Regions from separate parts of the Anser cygnoides genome. Here region 1 is linked to region 2. Evidence: chromatin contacts called from public Hi-C data. All regions are on one chromosome and are shown on one strand. Each heading gives the region's core, a stretch centred on a gene start, on an enhancer-like site or on the middle of the called end of the contact. The rest is flanking DNA. Distances are from core to core; before and after follow the strand shown. Region 1 has its middle 11 kb from the start of CLINT1. Region 2 holds the start of NIPAL4 (NIPA like domain containing 4).

Region 1 (4,678 bases), core at 2,041-4,540, 150 kb before region 2:
TGCACAATGACTGTGGATTCTGTGCCAGGAAGCAGTTAGTCCTAACACCCCTCTAGTTCTTTAGCATCAAATAGACTTAGAAAAAAAAAAAAAAAAAAGAAAGAAAGGAAGAAAGAAAAAAAAAAGCAGCAGCTGGCTGACCTTCCTACAGATCAGTTGGCTTCTGTACATCCACCTCCCCTCTCCTGCCTGTAATGGTGTATCTCCTTTTCCCCCTTGCACCTAAATGCCATCGCCTCTGGCAAGGGTGTCTGCCACGCAAGGGATCCTGCTGCTGAGTTGCCTTTAGCTATGAAAACCCAGCATTCTGCTGTGTCTGCAGAGCTCCTTTAGCATTCATCCCGTCATCCTCTCAAGTGCAGCTGGTGTGTTTCTCAAGAGCCAGACTGGGCCGATCCCATTCTCTGGAAAAGGACACACATTGTTGCTCAGCAATGGGTGTGCTGGGAAGAAATTCTAGCTGTGGCAAGATTTCATCAGGCAGTTGCACTCTGCACTGAAACTGAATTCAGTTGGCTACAGCCAAGCCTCGTGTGGGCTCCTGGTGACTGCTGAAACAATCCCGGTCCCCAGCGCCGACTGCACCTAGCCACTTGCCCATTTTCACAGGACATTCAGCTAGTTCTTTGCTTTGATGTGTGTCAGCAGGCACTGCAATCACATTCAGTGTGTGCCCTTCTCCTTCTGATTCGACAAACAACTACACTGAACTTCAAGTGGTACCAGCCTGCAAGCGCCTGTGTTTAGCTCTGGGCATGTATAGCTGCTGAAATGGTAAACAAGGGTTCTGGTCAGGAGATTAAGAAATCCTGCTTTGGGACATGTTCTCTGGCATGACACTCAGGAAAACTGCTGCATTTTAAGTGCCAGGCTGGCATGCAATCATGTCCTAGCTTGTTCTTACCGCTCGCTATAGGAAATGCAAACAGTGACATCGTAAAAAGCGGCATTTGCAAAATTATTGTTACACGCTCTGAAGTGCAGCTCACTCTGCCACACAAGATCATACCACATCTCCTTGCAGCCCTCAGGTTTCTTCTCTATCCACTCTACACACTTGGTGAGACGTGACAAAAAGTTCATAATCACGTGTTTAAAGACTTCAGCCAGATTTTTGGTCACTTTAAGTCATTGTATGGAGCATCCACAACCTACACGTATATGGCATGCTGTCTGGTCAAGGATTACAGTGATTCAAAGCAAGGTTCTCACCCAGAAATACACTTAATATTTTAAAATTTTTTTTGATTGTTATAATTTTCAGTGTCAAAATATTTTTAATAAACACAATGTTTATATCAGCAAAGAGTATTTTAAAACTCCACTAAGTTCAAAAGGCATTGTAATCGTCTTATTTTTTCATGGAAACCCTATAAATAACTAGTATCTTCTTGCAGCTCTAGACAAGGTAGAAACCTTTCCCAGCTATTTCCCACCTGAATTACCCATTCAGACCCTTTTGTGTGCTGAACCGACTCTCACCACACAACTCTAGGCATGTAAAGTTAAGTGGATAAACAATTAGCAAGGGATTGAGTTTGGTTTAATGAAAACTACATCCTGTAGAAATCCAGGGAAACCAGGCTTTTCACAGCTTTTGAACAGTAGTATGAATATGGGAAGTTTGGTTATTTTTTGAGTCCATGCCTGATGAGAAAAAGGGAAAGGAATAGATTGTTGTTTAGTTAAACTCTGCACTGCGGCCCATGTCTGGGCTGCCTGAGCAAAAAAGAGGAACCAAAGAGTCCTCGCACTGCCCAGAGCTGTGAATCCTCTCCAGTACCAGATGGGACTTAATTCAGTCCATGGAGAGCTGAGACGATTCCAACGCTGTTCTTTGCAAGAAAAATGAAATGCTTTCAACTGTCTAGTCACAGCCTCTGCACACTTCTGGTTTTGTTTTCTTTATTACTTTGCTGTGAGTGAGCCAAACTTTCCTTCACCAAGTTGCATTTTTTGCGTGACACGCATTAAAGCCAAAGTGACCAACACACAACCACCCTGGGAGCTCTCTGGGCTAGCTGCAGATACAATGGTGATAATGAAGACTGTTGCAGCAGCTCAGTTGTTCCTTCCTGACACTTCCCCGGTACCCATCTGTGCTTGGAGCCGAGCAGTTTTTCCCAGTGAAGCTTCCTCTGAGCCTTCCTACCAACATCACAGTTTTATGAAACAAAACCAAGTATAATAATAATTCTATTCATTAGGGCTAAGGCTTGTAATGGCACTTAGCCATGAAAAGATGCAGCCAGTGGGATTTTCAAATTGCCTAAGTAGATTACACATCTAATTCCCATTGACAGCCAATGGGAATTAGGTCCCAAACTCCCTTAGGCACTTCTATAAATCCTATTAGGTGTCTGTCTGCATCTTGGTATGCTTAAATACCTTTGTAAACCTGGGCAAGGATGTGCTCCTGTGCTCCTTAGGTTGTGTTTCAGGGGTTTGGTATGGCAACTCAGGTAACAGAATGAAGTCAGACCTTCTGGCTTATTTTGCAGATCTCAAGACGTGGAGTAGCAACTACAAACCCGGTGATCCTTAGCTACCTGTGGAACTTGTGAAGTTAGAGCAGTAGACATGATGAGGTGTGCTCAGAGGTTACTCACTAGTGTTGACTCATTCCTGCCGGAGCAACTCTTTTATAATCAGCTGCCCTCAGCACTGCTGGAACAGGGCAGAGAGCCCAGAGCAGAGCCAGAAAGCTCAATACTTGTGGCACTGAACCTAAACACTCAAAAGCACTTCCTCTTTATTTTATGCTGCCATAAACATAGATAGAGATTAGGATGAAGATGCAGCTGATGTGAATTTTGCTGTGGCCACAGCTGGTATGTGTGCTCCTGGGTGAATTGTACATGGGGTTTGTGCAGAGTTCTAATCAGACTAAGCTGATTCCCCAGAAGCACAATGGTGCAATTTTTAGAAGACCACAGCCACAGTTTCTGTAAGGCTTTGAGAATGCATCCTTTACTGGGATGGCTTTGTCACCATGTGAAACTAAGCAGACCAAAGTGAAAGCAAACATTCCCCTCAGCTGAACGGCTACAGTGTGATCACAACAATACCATCTGAGCCCTACTGTAAGCTAGAGTAGGGCTCATGACTATTTAGAAAATAATTAACTGAACTTTACATGACATTCAGATGTTTCTTGGCTCAAATTGCAGTATATTCCTCTGCTGAATTCTAGGGATTCTGCAAACAATGAAAAATATTTGCTTAATGGCAGACTTGCACACTATATTCTTGTTGTGCTGAATCATTCTATCTCTGAAGGCAAATGCTAAGGAGAGTGTTAGAGAAACAACTTAGCTAGACAGGCTTAAGAGTGTGACGAAGATTCATCATAAATATGAAGCAATTATGGAGTGTTTTTATGAAAATGTCTTACAGGGGTCAAACGCAGGTTTTTCAGCTCCCCAAGGAGATTGGTGGGGAGCTGAAAGGAGACTGTGGACTTTTTGTTTGGTTGAGATAATATTGCTCATATAATTACTATAAATGTTAAATGGTGTTTGGCTCTGATTACATCAAGAAGTGAAGAGTAGTCTTGAGAACGGCCTTAATCTTGCCAGGCCCTGTGGCTCCCTGAGTTTTCCATGTGCGTTCCTACCATGGATTGAGATCAAAGCGCCCACATAGTGCTTCAGAACAGCCAAGTTCTGAATACCTGCTGCTGAACAAGTGCTAAATGCAGTACCCTCTTCAAATCCACTCATGATATATGAATAAAACTGCGCTGAACAGCTTTCTCCAGCTCACTGTTCTGAGGCTGGGATGGTGCAGACTTGATTGTTGATGCTTGATCCTTGATGGCTGTTGCTTGACTTGATAGTGCCTGATAACTCCCATTTTGAGAGTGGGCTCAAACTTGTCAGGGTGACAGTATAAATGGATGTGCTACATTTTTCCCTGAAAATTTGAATAAGGAGTAGCTAGTTGCTTGGCAGCCCAGAGAATCTTCCAAGTCCAAATTACTAGCTTGCAAGGAGAAAGAGAAAAGCAGACGGATTGTGGGGAAAAAAAAAAATGTTGGTTGAAACAATGGGAATAAAAAAGGAAGGAGAAGAAGGAAAAAAAAAAAAAAAGCAACAGCTTAGTCCCCAGTCCCCAGATGCTTGTCCTGCTATTGATGGGTTAAAGTGCAGATGTCTCTGCGTGCATGTTCACATATGTGTGTGTACACATTGCTGGAACTGGATTTTCACATAACTGAGGGAAGCTGCATTCTGAATTGTCATGAATAAAGTCCATTTATTCTAAAAAAAGACACCTAAAAAGCACCATGGCAAAGCTAAGGAAACAAACAGGCGCAGTAGAGAACTAGATGGCTGGTAAAAGAAGCAAAGGTTTCAAATTTGACCGTAGAAAACTAAGTGGATTTATGAAACACTAGCACCTAATACCCATGTTCTTAAAAGCATCTGCCAGCTACTGTTGCCTGTTTTTAGCAAAGAACAGTTGCAGTGTTTCAGTTTCATAGAGATGGTTTTTGATGTAAAAAAAATATGTGTGCAGGTGCATCCTAAAACAAATGGCTTAGATGCCATTAGTGGGCATCTGACTTTCATTTATGAAGCAGAAAATAAAAATGACCCAAACCAGATCTTTCAGTAAGAAGGATTTATTCATGATCATAACTGTGGCTGTGCTGAAATCAGGAAGACGGCAAATA
Region 2 (5,309 bases), core at 955-3,454:
GCATGAATAAATGGCTCCTGCTAATACAATTAAAGCACATCGGGATGCATTCTTATCTCAGTGACTTGGTGGCAAAGCCTCCTAATGCATCAATAAGAGCAAAAGTGGGGTCATGAAGCTGTGCTGTTTTGCTCCAGACTGTGGCATGGTGATGATTTGCAGCATTGTGCAAAAAGAGCCCATTTCAAAGAGCTTTCAACCATCTGCTTTGTCTTGGACTCCCCATTTTTCCATGTAAGAGCAGCAGTGGGCATGTATTGTTCTTCTGAGGGGTGCACACCTGACCACGCAGCATTGTGCATTGTGCTGTCTGTGGTGCAAGGCAGGGAATATTGCTTATAGCTGAGCCCTTCCAACACAAGGCTTTATAAAGTGGCTGCTCAGCTGCAGCACAGCACCCGTCTCTGGGTCCCATGCACAAAAATACATTCACAAAAGGTCTTATTTACAATGCTGATAAAAGGCTGATAAAGAGGTGTTGCCTTTTGAGTGCTGGGCTTTGGACAATGCGTGCAGTTCTGGGAGCAGCCAGACCTCCCCTTCCTGGCCCAAGAGCCTTACCTGCCCTGGTGCCTCCCTTCTCCACCAGCCGTAGCAGCCCCTTCTTCTTGAGGATGACGCTGCTTCCGATGAGGAAGCTGGAGAAGACAGCCAGGCCCAAGCCGATGTAGAATCCATAATTGCTTTCCAGCCGAGCTACCCAGGAGGTATCTGATGTCCCATTGTCATGGACTGAGCCAGTGGGATCAGCACCACTGATCACCCGGCACACAACTTGGTGGGAAAGGCACGAAAAGGGTGAGTAGAGACCCTGTGAGACCATGGAGATAAAACAGAATTACTGATGTGACCATCAAGTGTGCCTCTGTTAGCCCTGGGACTGTCATGCTGTCACCATAACTGCACATACCCAGCTTCTTGACACCTCCAGCTCAAACTTAGGATGCCTCTATAATCTCTCAAGGAAACGGCAGGATTTTTGGTGGCAGATTTATGGAGCACAGTTCAAGTAGCTCGTTGACACTGGATGTGCCTGCCAGCCCCCACACCATGAACTGGGAGGCCACGAGGACCACTCTAATAATGTAATGTGAATTTCTGAATATCCGTACCAGAGATTCTCTACCATCATGAGTTTGAACTATACCTTACCAGCACTCAGCCTTGTTGATCCAAAGGCTTTGGTGCTTCCTGGTCATCTAACCCTGCATCTGCCAGCTTGCCTGCAGCTTTGAGTTTAACATGGAGCACTGCCAGCATTTTGTAACTGCAAATTTGTCCTGGCTCTGTGTACTGAGCAGAGCCACGTGATTGCTCGTACGAGGACAACAGGCTCATCCTGGACCGAAGTTTATTCTCTGCATTACTTTACTGTGCAATGGGTTCATTCCACTTACTCGCAGGGTAGCTGCGTGCTCGTGAAGCACACCAAGTCCTGCTGGTGTGGAAGAGCTGAAAGCAGGCACAGCTCTCTGCTGTCCGTGCTGAAGGCACTGAGCCTGTCCCCAGTGAGGCGTGTGGCTGTGGGGGTGGGAAATTGCTGAGTTTCCTCCTACCCTCACGTTCCTACCACACCCAGCACATCTCCCTCCTGCAGTCTTAACTGAGTGTAGTAAAGGCGGTGTGACTGTGGTCTTATGGAGTAAAGCAGCCACGTAGTGTCATAAAAAGCTTCTTTCTACTAAAAGACTGATTTTTCTGCCTCAACACACGCTGGGATTACAGAGCAAGGATCTCTCTCAGCAGACGGAGGTGTGCCATGGCTGAACTGCTGACAGTGCTCCCTGAATAGGGGTCCCACCTCTTCCTTAACCCAACAAAGTGCCTCAGATCTTCTGCAGCCTCCAGCCCCGTCCCTTGCACACAGAGCTCAGGATTTGGATCCAAACTTTTTTTTTTTTTTTCTAAGGGGAAGTTAGAAATTAGTTTCTAAAAAATTAGTTAGAATTAGTTTTCCCTAACAGGCTGGCAGGGTGCTGCGTGGTGCTCGCAGCCCGGGCTCTGCGCTCCTTGTAAAGAAAGGGACTTTCCTCTGTCCCGTGCAGGCTCCCCCCGCCCCATAAAAATACCCAACCCCAAAAGCGAGCCCCGGAGCCGGGGTGAGCCCGCAGGGGGCTCAGCCCCCGGGTCTCGCCCCGCTCCCCCCCCCCCCCCGGGGTGCACCCACCGTTGCTGCAGCTGCCGTTCGCCCCCGGCCGCTCCATCTCCTCCGTCCTGCCCTCCGTAGGGCTCTCGGCATCCCCGGGCACCCCGAGCCGGCTCCTCCTCCGGCACGGGGCCGGCTTACAGCTCCGGGAGCCTCTTCCCATGCAAGCCACCGCCCCTAAAAGCCTCGCACCCCAGCCCGGTGCGGCTCGGGAGGGAGCGTGGTTGTCCCCTCGGGTGGCCGGGATGGGGAGGAGCTGGAGGGGGAATGGGATGCGGGGTGCATGGCTGGGCGGGGGGGACCCCGTCTTGGGGTGCTGCGGGGTGTGGGTGCTCTGTGTGCTGAGAGCGGGGAACAACTTAAAAGCAGGCAGGAAAAATTAAATCCTGAGTGGTGTCCGTGTTGAACACAGCTGCTCTTACTAAGGCTGTCGCAGGAGGTATTGGGGTAGCAAGGGAATTTTTCAGAAAGCGTCCTGCTGCTTCAAGCTTCGGTGTTGGTTGTTCCCTACTTAGTCCTATGGCTGTGCGCAGCAGTTTTTAGGACTGAAGGGCAAGGTTGGGGGGCTGAGAAACATGTTGTGGTATAAGGAGGATGGGTACATCCTAACAGAGGTTCTGGGGCAGGCGCAGGGTTCCCCGCATCGTGTGCTCGCAGGGCAAAGCCATGCTCTCTGCTGGAGGTCAGGGCAGATTTTCCCTTATCTGACCTTCGAGTCAAAGAAAAGGCTGCCGGCAAAGGCACATCTGAAAAACAAACACCAACAAAAGACGAGTGTGCAGTGGCAAGGGCACTGTCGTGCTGTGAGGTGCGGAGCGCCACGAGGGCAGGACACAGTTTTACCAGCAGTGGCTGCGATTTAGGATTTTGCTGTCTCTGTGCTGAATCCCAGCCCTGAGAGAGTCAGCTTCAGCCCCGCTGGGATGGGTAGGGGCTCTCCTGCTGTACTCCTGGGGTTGTCCATCTGCACGTGTGGGCTCCTCCGTCACTTGGACTCATTTTACATCGCTTTGTGGCTATTCCATTGGCAGTTTAACTTCTCCATCAACTTCCTGTCCCTGCTCCTGCTGATAATATTGATGTGCGAACATTTCAGAGGCTGTTGCACTCCGATGTGCTTTACCTTCATCCTCACCCTCCTCTGCTGACGTCCTCCATTCCTGTATTTGTGCGCAGTGACCGTGTGTACACAACCCCACTGCTGATACGAAAGCCCTTTCACTGCAGCAGGATCCAATCGCCAGATTTTGCTGTAGGTCAGTAGTGATAAGTAAAACCAATAGAAGCTGCTTAGTTTTCCTTCAGCAAGCCTGCATTTTTAGGTAGAAACTGTATATTTCATGAGGCAATCAAATGTAAGATCTGCAGTATTTAATGATTGAAAAATTGCTTTTTTTCACCATAAAATGCATTATCTGCACGTTACTAAGAAATTGCTCTCAGACCATCAAGCTGCAGCGTTGCTGGCACCATGTGGATCCTTCACTCAGCACCTGATCGTATCTCTGTACAAACTGTTTTCCCCAGCAAATGTTGCAGCATTTTGTGAGTCATTTGGTTTTAATTGGGTCGGTTCATCAGCCACAAAACTGAGGGTGACTGAGGAGGATTGTACTGGCCAAATCCCATGTCCTGCCCTTCATCACAGGAGCACCTGATAATCAATCCAAACAGCATGGCAGCGATTTCTGATGTTGGAAATTGAATGCATGTTGATTTATCAGTGATTTGAAAGCAACTTCTGCTGCTGTTATTTATTATGCAGGTGAAAGGCACCCTGAGCTAGACAGTGAAGGCAGGGTTTGGCCTTTATTTATAATTTTACCTGCTGATGCTGGTTATGAGCCATTCGTGCAGTGTGTGAACATGAAGCTGATCGCAGAAATGGAGCCGATGGCTGAGTGGGTCGAGCACCGTCCATGTCCCGTGTTCCCCTGCGTCCTGCTCTGCCTGTTGGCTCTGCACTGTGGGTCTTTCTCCTTGGCTGGACCTTGCCCAGTGTCCCCAGGGCTTGGGAGTCCTCACGGTGCTTTAGTTATGTCAGTTAAGGTGTGCCCAAAATCATTCCCAAGCCTCTGTGGGTGAGTGTTGTTGATACCTGTGCAGAGGAGAGCTCCTCACTATGCATAGAGCTTTAGACAAGTTAGGGAGGGAGCATATTTTTATGGCAGGGCTCTGGGCTTAAAATCTTTTTGGTAATGGTGTGACCTCACAAATGACTGCAGCACAGCAGAAAGCAAAAGGCACTTTGGGTCATAGCTTTACCTTCCTTCAGTAGCCTGGTTTCCTAAGGGAACTGGGCTAACGTGACCACATAGTGTGTCTTTGACCCCAAAAATATTTGATAAGGGGCAAGAACTCCAAGAGAAGCTTTTCTGAGCTCTGGGGAAAGAGAAGATGTGATAGCCAAGAGGTTGCAAAAGGAGGGGATGCCACAGCTTGAGCTCACGCTATTAGACAGGGAAGGAACGTGTGTAGCTGTTCCCACCGTGGGAGAAGTTTCACTCCATGCTGCGATCAGCCATGGGATGTGTGTGTCACATCTTTCTCTCTGGAGCAGGGGCTGCGGGGGTGTGGTATATAAATTCACTAAGTCACAGGAGTTGCATTTGATGGATTTAGCAAGGCTGTATATGGCAATATGAGATTTAAAAGCCAGGCAGGACTGGCATGGAATTGCCTGCTACACTTAGTCAAGGGCAAGTTCAGACTGATAGTAATAAAGTAGGGGTGCAACCAGTGCCTCTGTTATTGGTTCACATCCTCATTTTAATGGCAAGGCTGTAATTAAGGGAATTCAGCTCCAAGCTATGACCTCACTGGTTGATACTTGCATCAGATGCTTCCTTAAAAATAAGGCCCAACTCATCAGAAATCAGGGAGTCTTCCATAGAGGCTCATCTCTTAGCAATGCAGTTCCTCCTGAAATACTGGTTTCCAGGCTAAAAAACTTGACTGGAATCCAAGGGATAGAGCAAGAGAACTTTGCATGCAAATAATATCTTTAGCAACATCAAAAGGCTTTTCTTTCCCCTGCTCTTCTCTGCTCATCTCTTCTGGCTTGGAAAAAAAAAGATGGAAAAATACTGGGTATCGATTCCCTTGTGTTACATATTATGGTGGAAGCATCCTGCTAACAGGTGATGGAAACTTTTGCCCTTGG

Evidence for each region. Hi-C and Micro-C count contacts between places; a contact is called where the count stands out from the background.
Region 1: a contact with region 2 is called in a Hi-C map of liver, with 3 times the contacts expected there. The contact joins the enhancer-like site here to the promoter of NIPAL4 in region 2. A contact is called at or near these places in 2 of 7 Hi-C or Micro-C datasets (both in liver).

Annotation. Positions count from the first base shown.
Region 1 is chr14:8,298,628-8,303,305 of Taihu_goose_T2T_genome, reverse strand. No RefSeq gene overlaps it. Among named protein-coding and RNA genes, the nearest start is that of CLINT1, 11 kb to the right of the region's middle. Within about 2 kb of position 3,290, at least 2 of the 3 cell types and tissues checked have open chromatin away from gene starts, as enhancers often do. A contact at or near this core is called in liver, where this site is marked.
Region 2 is chr14:8,143,565-8,148,873 of Taihu_goose_T2T_genome, reverse strand. It overlaps NIPAL4 (NIPA like domain containing 4), which reads right to left and starts at 2,204. Exons shown (of 7, transcript XM_048057149.2): 1 at 2,168-2,204; 2 at 795-811; 3 at 562-793. The coding sequence starts at 2,204.